Linked DNA regions of Gossypium hirsutum: region 2 is linked to region 1. The links are chromatin contacts, called in public Hi-C maps. All regions are on one chromosome and are shown on one strand. Each heading gives the region's core, a stretch centred on a gene start, on an enhancer-like site or on the middle of the called end of the contact. The rest is flanking DNA. Distances are from core to core; before and after follow the strand shown. Region 1 holds the start of LOC107894501. Region 2 holds the start of LOC107893638 (E3 ubiquitin-protein ligase RFI2).

Evidence for each region. A called contact is a pair of places that touch in the nucleus more often than the background predicts.
Region 2: a Hi-C map of leaf shows a contact between it and region 1, with 3 times the contacts expected there. The contact joins the promoter of LOC107893638 here to the promoter of LOC107894501 in region 1. A contact is called at or near these places in 8 of 34 Hi-C or Micro-C datasets (callus, hypocotyl and leaf).

What each region holds. Positions count from the first base shown.
Region 1 is chrA13:77,127,115-77,132,915 of Gossypium_hirsutum_v2.1, reverse strand. It overlaps LOC107894501, which reads right to left and starts at 3,497. Exons shown (of 5, transcript XM_016819770.1): 1 at 3,214-3,497; 2 at 2,600-2,789; 3 at 2,321-2,509; 4 at 1,985-2,221; 5 at 1,369-1,842. The coding sequence starts at 3,497. The coding sequence ends at 1,369. It overlaps LOC121212416 (a long non-coding RNA gene), which reads left to right and starts at 4,127. Exons shown (of 2, transcript XR_005907541.1): 1 at 4,127-5,244; 2 at 5,381-5,801.
Region 2 is chrA13:77,308,365-77,315,046 of Gossypium_hirsutum_v2.1, reverse strand. LOC107893638 (E3 ubiquitin-protein ligase RFI2) reads right to left here and starts at 3,264. Exons shown (of 6, transcript XM_016818677.2): 1 at 2,713-3,264; 2 at 1,941-2,110; 3 at 1,514-1,572; 4 at 948-973; 5 at 461-845; 6 at 1-140. The coding sequence starts at 2,908.

The DNA.
Region 1 (5,801 bases), core at 2,248-4,747:
GCTCCACTTACTCCTCACTTCTCATTTCCTCGTTTTTCTCCCTGATAACCCCTTGATCATTTCCTCAATTTTCTCTTCTAAACACTCCCCTTAGAGTCCATCTTCACACCACTTCCATCCTTCTAGAAGGCCAAAATTAAACTTCCATCCTTCTAGAAGGCCAAAATTAAACTCTAAAAATACTAAACTAGGATTCGAACCTTGGACCTCTTTGCTAGCTACTAACGCCACCTCACTACACCTTATGTGGCATCACTTAGCCACTCCATCACAGGCTCTTTTTTTTATACTATTTCCCCTAACTTTATTTAAAAGCCCAACTACTTGCCAGCCCTGATTCTTTTAATATCTAAACTATAATTTCATTTATTCCTAGGTTCGAACTCAAACCTTATCTAAGACCTACTAAAATTATCGCTTGGATAAGAATATTAAACACAATTTTTATCAAAATCAAAAACTAAGAAAATTTAGGATTTCGGGATTTTTGAGGCGTTACACTCCATGTGATGAGCTGGTTTTGAAACTAATAGATATTGCTTAGCCAAACTACATGAAACTTTGAGGATTTCTTCATAACTCCAAGAAAAGTCTTAAAAAATAAAGAAGTTGCGGTTCTTCCAGATGCGCCAAGCAATAATCCCAAAAAGGCATGGCCAATCTACACCATCTAAAGAAAAAAAGAAATTATTTGTGAGATTAACCATCAACCAATTATGGAGAGAACTAATGTAAAACTTGAATCGCCTTTCTTCTGGGATAATATTGTCCCAGATGATTCTAGCTGCAGAACAGTCGCGAAGTACATGAAGTAAATCCTCACAATCATGTTTGCAAAATCCACAACCACTGCTATTCCCAATACCTCTGCTTGTCCTTTCGGCATTCGTTAGAAGGCGATGCTTAAGCGCGAGCCATAAGAAATACTGAATTCGCTGAGGACCTCTAAACCTCCAAGGCATCTCCCAAATGCGTTCTTTAGGATTCAATGAACCAGCTCAGATCTTCTCATAGGCAGTTTTGATGGAAAATAATCCAGTCGAGGTAGCCCCCATGCTATTTTGTCAAGTCCCGAGGAAGGGTGCGGATGTGGAATTCCAACAATTTTATGAATGATTTCTTCTAGAACCCATAAACAAAAAAGATCTAAGTTCCACGATCCATCACCTGCAATCATGTTACTAAGTGTACAATCCATATTAAGGTTAGAAGAGCATGGGATATAAGATAATAAGGGACCACCATTTGGGATCCAAGGATATCGCCAACATTGGATATTCTTACCATCTCCAATGGACCAAGAAATGTTTTCATAGATAAGGGGCCATACCTTAGCAATGGATCTCCAAAGGAACGAACAACGCCCCCTCAATATATTCTGGGGTAATCCACTGGAATGTCATACTTAGTCCGAATAACCCGAACCCATAAAGCATTAGTATTAGAGACAATGTTAAAACCCATATTCATCATGAAAGAAGTATTATGATCTTCTAGGTGTCTCAGACCAAGGTCTCCATGAGCTTTCGGTTGACATACTGAATCCCAACTCACCAAGACTATTTTAGTGTTGCCATTAGTGGAACCCCAAACAAATTTCTGCACTATATTTTCGATCTCATCACACAACCCTGTAGGGATCATCATTGTCTGCATGAAGTAACTTGGGATCGACAGAAGGATAGATTGAGCTAAGGTCACCCTACCTACCAAGGAAAGTTGCCTAGCGTCCCAGCTAGACAGCTTGTTGCGCACCTTATCTACCACAAAATGTAAAGTATAATTTGTAACCCTCTCGTAGAATAGGGGAACACCTAAGTAAAGCCCCAAATTACTCACTTCCTGAAAACCAAAAAAGTTGTTGATATTTCGCCTTACGTTGCCATTGATGCCTTTGGAGAAAAAAAATATTTGTCTTCCTCTTATTAATCCTATGACCAGAGTAACTACAAAAATCATCAAGAATATTCTTAATGATCAGAACCTGATGTTCCTCAGCATGACCAAAGAGAATCAAATTATCCGCGAAGAAAATATGAGAAAGTGGTGGACCATTGCGAACCAGGCGAATGGGGGACCGATTGCCAACACCTATGGCAGCCTGAATACTATGACTCAGCCATTCCTTACACAAAATGAATAAATACGGTGATAAAGGACAACCTTGACGAACACCTCTGGTTGGTTGAAATTTCGTAGTTGGAACCCCGTTCCACAACACCTGCATAGTAGAACTGAAAATTACAAACATAATAACATTACGTAAAAAATTAGGAATACCTGTAGCTTGGAGCGACGAGTCAATGAAATCCCAGCGCACTCGACCATAGGCATTTTCCAGGTCTATTTTGATGGTCATCCACCTCCTATTTTTTTGTAAGCTTCTCATAGAGTGGATAACCTCTTGAGCAATTACAATATCATCAGTGATGTTTTGTCCTGCTAAGAAACCAGTCTGTTCAGGAGCAATAAGCTTGGGGAAAACCACTTTAAAACGGTTAGCAATAATCTTCATAATCAGTTTATAAAGAACAGAACACAAATTGATTGGCCGAAACTAGGCAAAGCCTTCCGGATTATGGGTCTTAGGAATAAGAACAATAAGCGAATTATTTAATTCTGAATCAATACTCTTACCAGCAAAAATACCTTTAACCCAACTAAAAACGGAGGTGTCAACATGATCCCACTGGCTTTGGTAGAAAAGGACGTGAAAACCATCACTTATTGGAGCTTTCAAAGGAGCCATGTCAAACGAAGCGGTTTTGATTTCCTCATCAAAAACTGGCCTATTAAGGAGGTTAAAATCTTCATCACGAAGAGGTGGGGAAAGCGTTCAAGGGTAAGCCTCTCACAGGACTGGGGTGTTCGCCATATAAAGCTTTAAAGAAATTGACCGCTTCAGTCTTTAGCTGCTCCTCATCCATGATCCATTCCCCCAAATCATTTTTTAAAGTGGTGATTTGATCCTGCTTCCTTCTTCTCAGAGTTCGAGTATGAAAAAATTTAGTGTTGCAATCCCTCAAGGTTAGCTAGACGCATCGAGCTTTCTGTCGCCAAAGAATCTCTTCATGATACAATACATTTTCCAAATCTTCTCTAACCTCTGACTCAACTTGACTAAGAAAAGCCGAGTTTCTTCTGCTGTGCTCGATCTTAATGTTGTGAAGTTTCTTTGTCAGAAACCTCTTTCAGGTAGGAATGTGACCATACACAACTTTGTTCCATCTTTTGACTTGATCAGTAAACTCAGAATGAACCGTCGACATGTTAGATGAAACCTTCCAATTCTCTTTAACAAAATCCGAGAACGCAGGATGTTCAACCCAACCTGCTAGAAATCTAAACGGACGCCCTTGAGAGGAATGAATAGCTGGCATCAAAGAAAACTCAAGGGGTCTATGGTCCGATTTAAGTCGTGGTAAATGGGTCACCAAAGAATTAGGAAAAAGAGTGAACCAAGCATTGTTGCAGATAGCCCTATCCAGACGCTCCATAATCCCCCATCACTGCCAAGTGAATTGCGGTCCACTAAAGCCTAAGTCTTGCAACAAGGCGGAGCCCAAAAGTTCACCCAAAAAAGGACATCTTTTTCCTAGAGTCCGGCCCCCTCTCTTTTCAAAAGGAGAAAGAATAGCATTAAAGTCACCAATCGCCATCCATGGAGACCCATCCACAGGAATAGTTCTCTGTAAAGTCTCTCACAAAAGTCTCCGTTTACTATAATTCGAGCTGGCATACACGAAAGTGACCAAAAGAGGCTGCCTAGAAGAGGTACCAGAAATTCTGACTAACACAAATTGCGAATGGTTTTTAAGAACCTCCACACAAATGGATTCTTTCCAACCAATCCAAATACCACTTGAAAAGCCCACTGCCTTGACACGATGTGAGTAATGAAACCCGAGCTTCATAATAATTGAATCAGCTTTTCCCTCACTGACCATTGTTTCGATAAGACTGATCAAATCAGGTTTATGTTCCTGATTGTATTCATGAAAAACCCAAGTAAACTTCGAACTAGCACAACCCTAATAATTCCAAGAAAAAATAGTAAAATTCATAAATAATAAATTAAAAGTAAGAGGACTAACCTTTCAAAGGCCAATGGAAGCTTTATCTCCTTTCTCGTTGGTACTAACCATGTCAGTAAGGGTCTCTACTTGCTCACCAATAAGTTTTGCCATGGAATTCATATCATCAATGAGTGAGACACGCGAATTTCTAGCAATTTTAAAACGTCTCCCCCGTCGTCGAATTGTCTTATTTAGCACTCTACCACTACGCCCACTTACTTTTTTATTATCAAGTCCATGTCCTTTTGAAGGAGCTGACAAGATACTAGAGTCAGTTGGTCTATTATTTAACTCAGTAACTACGGTCTTGTGATCTGAATTTCCTTTAAAAATAACGGCCGAATGTCTTTCGGGATCTAACACGTTAAAATATAAAATCACCTCTGACTCCATAGGTCATTCGAAAATGGGATTAAAGTGCAGGGAGAAGTTTTTATTTTTTGAAATCGGTGTGGGACCCGACTACACAATATGGTCTAAGTGTCTTGAATCATTTAAAATCAGCTTGCCTGTCAAAATGGGTTGTGACCCGTCCGTATTGGAGCTAATATTATTTTCTAAAATTAAATCCCCATGCGTCTGACCTTGTCCAGCTTTTCCTTGTTCAACTTCCAAATGGACTAACCCACTAGCTTTATCCTTAAGCCCAATAAATCAGTTATGGCCCACTATTTCCTTACCTTTATTTCCTTCAGCCCGATGCCCATAATTTCCCTCAGGCTTGTTTTCTTTTAATTTCTTGATAAAATCTCCTTGTTTAAAGGCAACCTCCTTCAACCCCAAAATTTTAGCCCCCGAATTATCAGCCCTTGATTTCCTAGCCCCCAAATCTGCCAATTGATTATTTTCAGTGAATAACGCCGTGAATCTTGATCCATCGGGATTTCCTTCCGTAACTTTTGTGTGATGATTTGGCTTTCTGGCTTGGTTGCGCCTAGATTTACGCTGGACTACCATCCACGGGCCAAAGGCCTCAGCCATCGTCACCGAATCTGCATCTTTGTCCACCGTCACAGGAGCGTCTTCCTTCTCCCCTTGCATGCTCCGTTCTGCCAAAAAAAAAGGACAAGAATTTTTTAAATGGCCATATTTACCACAATGAAAATATACCGTGGGAAAAGCTTCAAATTCCACTCTTTGGATTCACCCGTTGATCGAGACTTGTGAGGTAAGTGGCTTTTTCAAATCAACCGACACCGCCATTCTAGAAAATTGGCCTCTTGCACCACTATCCGTCTTGAAGTCTAGCTTCATCACTTTTCCACCAAGCTCCCTATCTCCTCTAATATCATTTTCTTATACAGGAAACCCAGCAATCCTGAAAAACGGATCCAGGTGGTAACCACGCTAGGAAAAGGTTTCAGTGGATCAAACTCGATTGTCCATGGCTGAACGGTTAGATAGTGTCCAAACACTATCCAAGGGCCTTGAGTCAGAGCCAGATCATAGTCAACTCTGCTTTAGAATCTGACAAGGTAATATCCGTTCTCGATGTCCATCAGTCGAAAAGGTTGGGAGGGTTTCCAAAGGCTAGAAATACAATTGTGTAACACCCCGTAACCTATGTTCCTTCCCAACAACTTGACCACGACGGTAGTCTCCATATCCCTAATCAAAATATTCTTTAAGCGCTCCGAGAAGTTAATGGCAGGGATTCCATTAATAGAGGATCGAAGAATGTCACTATCTTCAATTATGAGGTCTCCATCAGAGGCACCATCACCA
Region 2 (6,682 bases), core at 2,015-4,514, 180 kb before region 1:
GTAATGCTGGCAAGCTGCTAGGGTGGTGGTGTTGATAGTATGCCTGAAGAGCTTGAACTCTATCACGAGCCCGGGCATTGCTACCAGGGTAAGGAGGGATAAATGAGGAAGCAACTGCACTTGCTGTTCTAGTACCAGAACTGTGGAAATGCAGCATTTGAAATTATCAGCTGAGAAATAACAAAACCATTCTGTTTGATGTCTATATCCTTAGAAAATGTAACCCTCTTAACTAAATGTTTCTATATTTTGGAATGATAATTTTGTCCAACAAACGAAGCAACATTCCAAAAAATCAAGCTCTATGTTTTCCCAATGTCTTATTTAAGCCTTTTTTGGAGTTCCCGTAAGGACTGTGAGGAAAGAGAACATGATGTATTTTGCATCTTCCATAAAAGAACAAGCGAAAAGCAGTGAAAACTCAAATCAAATGAAAAGATTCCATTACTTTGGGCTATACCTGTGGCCAGCAACAAATGGATGCATAAAAGTTCCTGGTCTTGGCATATCTGAACTGTTCCTGGCAGACCTTTGACTGACAGGTGGAATTGAAGGTTGACCGGAACCACCAATTCGACGGTTAGATGTAGAGAATGGAGCGGAATGGTGCTCCCAACCTTGATAATGGAGATTCATTGCAGGAAAAGCATAAGATGGAGGTATCTCACTAGGCACAGACGGACCATTCCAGTGACTCTGGAAGCTAGAACTATCTGGAATAGTTCCACTGGAATTTGAGGAAGAGGGATGAATCGTTGGCCCAAAGTAAGCTATATATTGGCATGGATGAGTAGCAGAAGAAGAATGTTCAGCAAAGATAGCATGTTGTCCCAGTAACTCATGATCTGCATTCCAATATAACTCATATCAGCATATTAGGCCAGACACCTTCACTAATAAAACCCACAATAACAAGCATTACTTAATAAAACAAGGAAATATCTTACATGTTGTAGACAAAAGCTCTCCCTGCCTGAAAAATAACAGAAGAAAATGACACATTAAGGAAAGATAATAGTTGGAACTTGACCACGGCAAACAAAACTAAGCAAACAAAAATGTAATGATGTGTAAAGAAATGAAAGGAGAATTGTACACGCGCCCATGGCACTAACATATTTAGGTTTGGGCATTTATTCATATAAATCTTACTAAAGAGGGCGCCATTTCACTGTTACTGTTCCAGCTGTTAAAATTAGGTCCATTTGTCTCGGACTAACTTAAATTCCAGAGCCTTGTTACCGCAAATAATAAGCAGAGGATGAACCTTTTCTCAACTTCTAAATCAGTTTCTAACTAAGAAGATGCCAACTCTCTCCCAAAATTTCCACCAAACTCTCTGTCTCTCTGTCTCTCTCTCTCTTTATAGCAAAGATTAACCCTTAAAAAACAAAAAGCACAAGGTGGCAAACATTTGATGTGAAGAACAGACAACTGACCATCACTTCTCAGCATAGAAATTGAAGCAGAAAACTACTCCGATTCAACCTTTAATAATTGAGAAAATGCTTACTCAAATGATGAAGGAAGTTGTGCTAAGCTTCCAAATGGACACCAATGAACTCCAAATGACTACAAAGAAAAAGCCAAAATAAGTAAGCAGCAAATGGATTTCAACTCAACTCATCTGTCAGCCTAAAGTGTACGCAAATAAAGAAAGCAAACAACAAACACTAACATGGAGACATGATTGTATAGGTTTGCAAAGAACTTTGGGCAGAAATTATTGTACTTAAAACATACCTAGATAATGAAGATTAGTTTAAATCAGTGAAAGAACTTTGGTTTATTAACTAAGAGCTCAAAAAAAACACATATCACTCAATAAATCAATAAATAGGATGGTGGAACCGTAAGTAAGGCAATAAAAAGTCATTTAGGTATGGCATGAAGCCAGAAATTATATGTAAAGAATTCGCATAGCAATGTTACTCCATTACCATTTCAGAGAAACTTAGATCATAAATGTCGTCATCATGTGTCAAATCATCCACACTAAATTCTGGGTTTGAACGGCAACCATTGGCATAAAGCCATTGACCTTTTTCAATTTTTCTACAGTTAGGGCATTGCATGGCACCCTTTATATTGAATGCTGAACCAATGCAATCTGAAAATAATAATTAAAAAACATATAAATAATAAATTAGAACCTTAAAAAAAAGGATTTTAAACAATCATTTTCTTACACAGTCTGCCAAAAACAACAAATGTAACATACAGAATACTCTAAAATCCTTCAAATTCGACTAATGTCCATCAAATTACCCCTCTCAAGCTGTTGTTCATCAAAACATATCGATAAAATCAGTGAAACTAAAGACAAAAATTTTTTTCTTCTAACTTGGTACCCTTCGACACTAATAATCTGGGGAAACTGATTGCAATACAACATTCACTCTGATCATCCAATCAGCCAAAGCAATAGACCCACAAAAATGAACAATTTATTGGAATATCTAAAATCCATTAGATTGCGTCTCATTCAACTAGTTATGCTTTTCTATGAAGCTAAACTATCATATCCAGCTAAAAGAATAGCAAAAATTGAAAAATTAAAAATAAGAAGTTCAAAAGTTCTCATATACATGATCAATTAAAGGCATCCGTGAAATTAACTGAGGAAAATTGAGCCCAGATCTTCAATCCCATTTTTTTTAGAAAAGATTTCTTGACAAAATCAGCTGCAAAATCTTGAGAATTTTGACTCACCCAAATGAAATTGATGACCACATTGAAGATTAGCCCACGATCGATCTCCATTATCAGTAACCGTTTCGAGGCAAATCGAGCATGAAACCGAGCCGAAAGACTTCCCTCCATTTCTGCAATCAACATTACCGCCACCATCACCTCCGTCACCGTCTTCCACCACTACATCATCCACACTATTGCTCCTTAATCCCATAATTAAAACAGTTATAAAGTTAAAATTAATACACCCCCGGAATCTCAAAACCTAAATTACCTAAAATTAAGAAAAAAGAAAGGTAAAATCAGCCCCTCTTCCTCCTCCTCCACCTCCTCAATTTACTAACACAACCTCCGATTCCAACCAGATAAAATTACTAAAAAAAAAAAAAGAAGAAAAAAGACTCGTCGTCTTAAATTCCTTTATTGATTGACCATAGAAGAACAGAATTTAGATTTTCCTTTTTTGGAAGGCTTACGAGAAAAATGAGAAATTAAGTTGAACTCTTATTTTTCTTTTTAAATGTCCTTCTATTTCAATTTTTTTTTCTCTTATTTTACAACGTTTTCGTTTTCCTTCTTTTATTTTTAGAAATTTTTATTTAAAACATGGTAGAAAAGAAACGTTATTTCCTAAAAATAATTTTTTTAAGTTTAAACTACTCAATTAGCCAAAATTTTAGGCTGCTTTTATTTTGGTTACTCAAAAAAATCTTTACAATTTCATCACTACCGTTAGAGAAGGCTTTAATTTTAATTACTCAAATGTTAAATTTTTTATCACAATTGAGGTACATGTCAAATCATTTTCACATTAAAAGAAATTATTTTTAAATTTTTTTTAAAAGATTAAAGCAAAAAAAGCGATAGAAATTAAGATGATGTGTAAAAAATTATCAAATTGTTATTTATCCATTACCAAAAATTTTAATTTTTTTTAATATTAAAAATTTAAATTTCAAAACATCAAAATCAAATAAATAAATTGTTCAAATTTGTTATCCCTTGATAGTTTGTTATTTTAATATTTAAATAATTAATTTAATCTCCTAACGTTTAGAATTTTATTAAGAAATCAACTTAAATAATTCATATTTAATAATTGTCTATGAAACTTAAATTTCTTTTGATTATATGATCTTAAATCTTCTATGCTAAGCCAAAAGCAAAGAAAATCCCTACAATTAATTAAATTAATTGATTGTTCTTTGTTTAGGTAAATAATTGATTAAAAAAATATGTATTTTGTTTGGCATAGAAGATAAAATTATTTAATTGCAAAGTTTTTTTTTTAACTTTTAGCTTATCATGAAAAATTTAAAATAATAGAATCTAAAAAAACTTAGTTTTATAGAGAATTATTAAAGATGAGTTATTTAAGTTGACTTCATTAAGGTTAATTTAAAAACATAAAATACAAATTTAAATTTTATAAGGAGATTAAATTAATTATTTTAATTAATTTCAATATTATAATAATAAATCTGTTGACATTATCAAGAGATTAAAATTTTCTAACAATTTATTTAATTAATTTTGATGTTTTAAATACCAATGTTTCTTCAACCACTAAGTGTAAGCCTCGTGTCGATCATTAAACACCTCCAAAAAATACTAATCGTGGCCAGCCCAAACAAGCACCACACAAAGTCACCCAAGAATGTCAACATGCACAATTCAACTCCTATCAACACTACTACCAATACCCACCACCTTAGTACTATAACCATTACCCCTAAAGCCATACTAGTGCCCCAACTTGATTAGAACTATCAAAATCCTCAATCAAGGTCTCAACTGTCTCATTTTAAATTATGGCACATTAGATATTATATTTAATTTAGTAGTTAAAATAATAATTTTAATAACAAAAGGACCTTATTGATAGAACATTTATAATTTAGAAATGTAATTATAATTTTTTAAAGTTTAGGGACTAATTTAGAATGAGATCATAGTTTGGATATATATAGTGCAATTAACTCTTGTAATTATATATATGGTTTTTTTTTTTGTTCAAGAGATATGAGTAGTTTATCACAGAAGTGATAAGCCATTGGAAAGTAGATAATATTTTAAGGTGTGTAAATTTTCAAAAATAAAAAATAGATAACTATCTTGATTTTATTATTATTTGTTAAACTAGCTTTATTTGATAATATGTTTTGATATAACAAATTAAAATATTTTTGAATAAAAGTTGAAGTTGAACAAAATTGACAAAATGATAAAATCAAGTTAAAATGGTTTCAATTGAGTTAAACATTTTCAACCAAGTTAAAATTTTTTTAAAACAAGTCAGTAAGTATCAATAGTTTTAAAAAAATCGATACCAAATCGACATTTTGTTTTCAAGCAATTTAGCTAAGTATCGATCCAGTATCGATATTTTTCATATGGTATAGATAAAAGCCCATTGGTATCGATATCTTTAGCTACAATGGTCACTAAACTTTGCATTAAATGTAAAAATTACCGATACCTTGTTAGCAAGTATCGATACTCGTTGTTGCAGGTGAATTTAATCATCTGGTATTTTCATCCCCAATGACTCTATTAACTTCTACAACAACCCCAACATTTGGAAATGAATTAGAGGGTATAAATACCATTTTCCAAAGATCCTACAATGTAACAACTCGTTTTCAGTGGAGTCGAAAACAATGGTTTCGGGACCACAATTTTGACACTGATTTCTTATTTTATTGTTATTTATTTTATATGAGTCAAACATAGTTTATATTGAATTTTGATTTGATAAATTTTTGCTAGTTGAACAAATAGTTAAGTTCAAATAAGTTGCTTTTAAAGTCAAGTAGTTGTGAAAAATGAGGTATCGAGACCTCGTTTTTATAAACTAAGCCCATAAAATATTTACAGAGTTATTATTTTGGTATGTGAAAGTTCGGTTTGGAAATTTTAATGTTTGGTTAGTTAATTAAGGAAAAAGGATTAAATCGTAAAAGTTGTAAAACTTAATCACTATTGAAATTTATTAAATAAATGGTTTAATTAGTAAATATGGGAGGACTTATATGGTATTTAGACCATAATAAATTTATATGGACAGTTAAAGGTTAATAATTAGTTTATTGTGATGATATTATTAAGGGTAAAATAGTAATTAGATTAATGAAAACATAAACAAAATAAAAATAAAACAAGTTATTCTTCCTTATATTTTTTTCCACCGAAATTATAGTGAGAGGAAACCATTAAAGAGCTTTAAGGTTCCGCTATCACAAAATTCATGCATGTAAGTGGTTTTTCTATCTGTTTCTTGTAAATTTTATGGTTTTAAGATCATTATAGCTTAATTTAGCTAACTCAATCACTATTTCGTAAAACTGTTAAAGGCTTTAAGACTTGCCATTGACGAATTCTAGGTGTTCTCGAGATTAAATGATAAATAATCTTGATTGTTAAATAGGAAGTAAAGGAATTTTTGATAGTTTTAAACCTATGGACTAATATGAAATTTTGTAAAAATCTAGCATATTAAATTGAAATTTTTGAATGTTTAAAGGCTATATAAGGTGCTGGTTTGTTCGGGTTTGAATATTAGGGGTTAAATGTGAAATTTTACACAGTTTCGATTTTAGGGACCGAATCATATAAAATATAAAAGTTTACGGTAAAAGTATAAAATATTGTTAAAGGGTCAAAAATGTAAATTTAAATATTTTATGATATTGAATTAGTTAATTGAATAAAATATTATATATAGATCAAGAAACGGATCGGTTGATTGATAAACGCGAGAAATGAAAAGTCATCGGGTAGTCGTCCCGTGTTAATAGCTACCGTATTTTGGTAAGTTCATAGTGTATTAATAAATATATTTTTGTACTTGTTACTTGCTGTAAATCTTAAAAATTTTGAGATTGTAAATGTTTTGCATTGAGAACTATGAATGGTATGATTTCTAAATTAATGTAAATTATTACATAATATGGAATTACTTATGTGGAAGTGCCTCTGATTTGTTAAT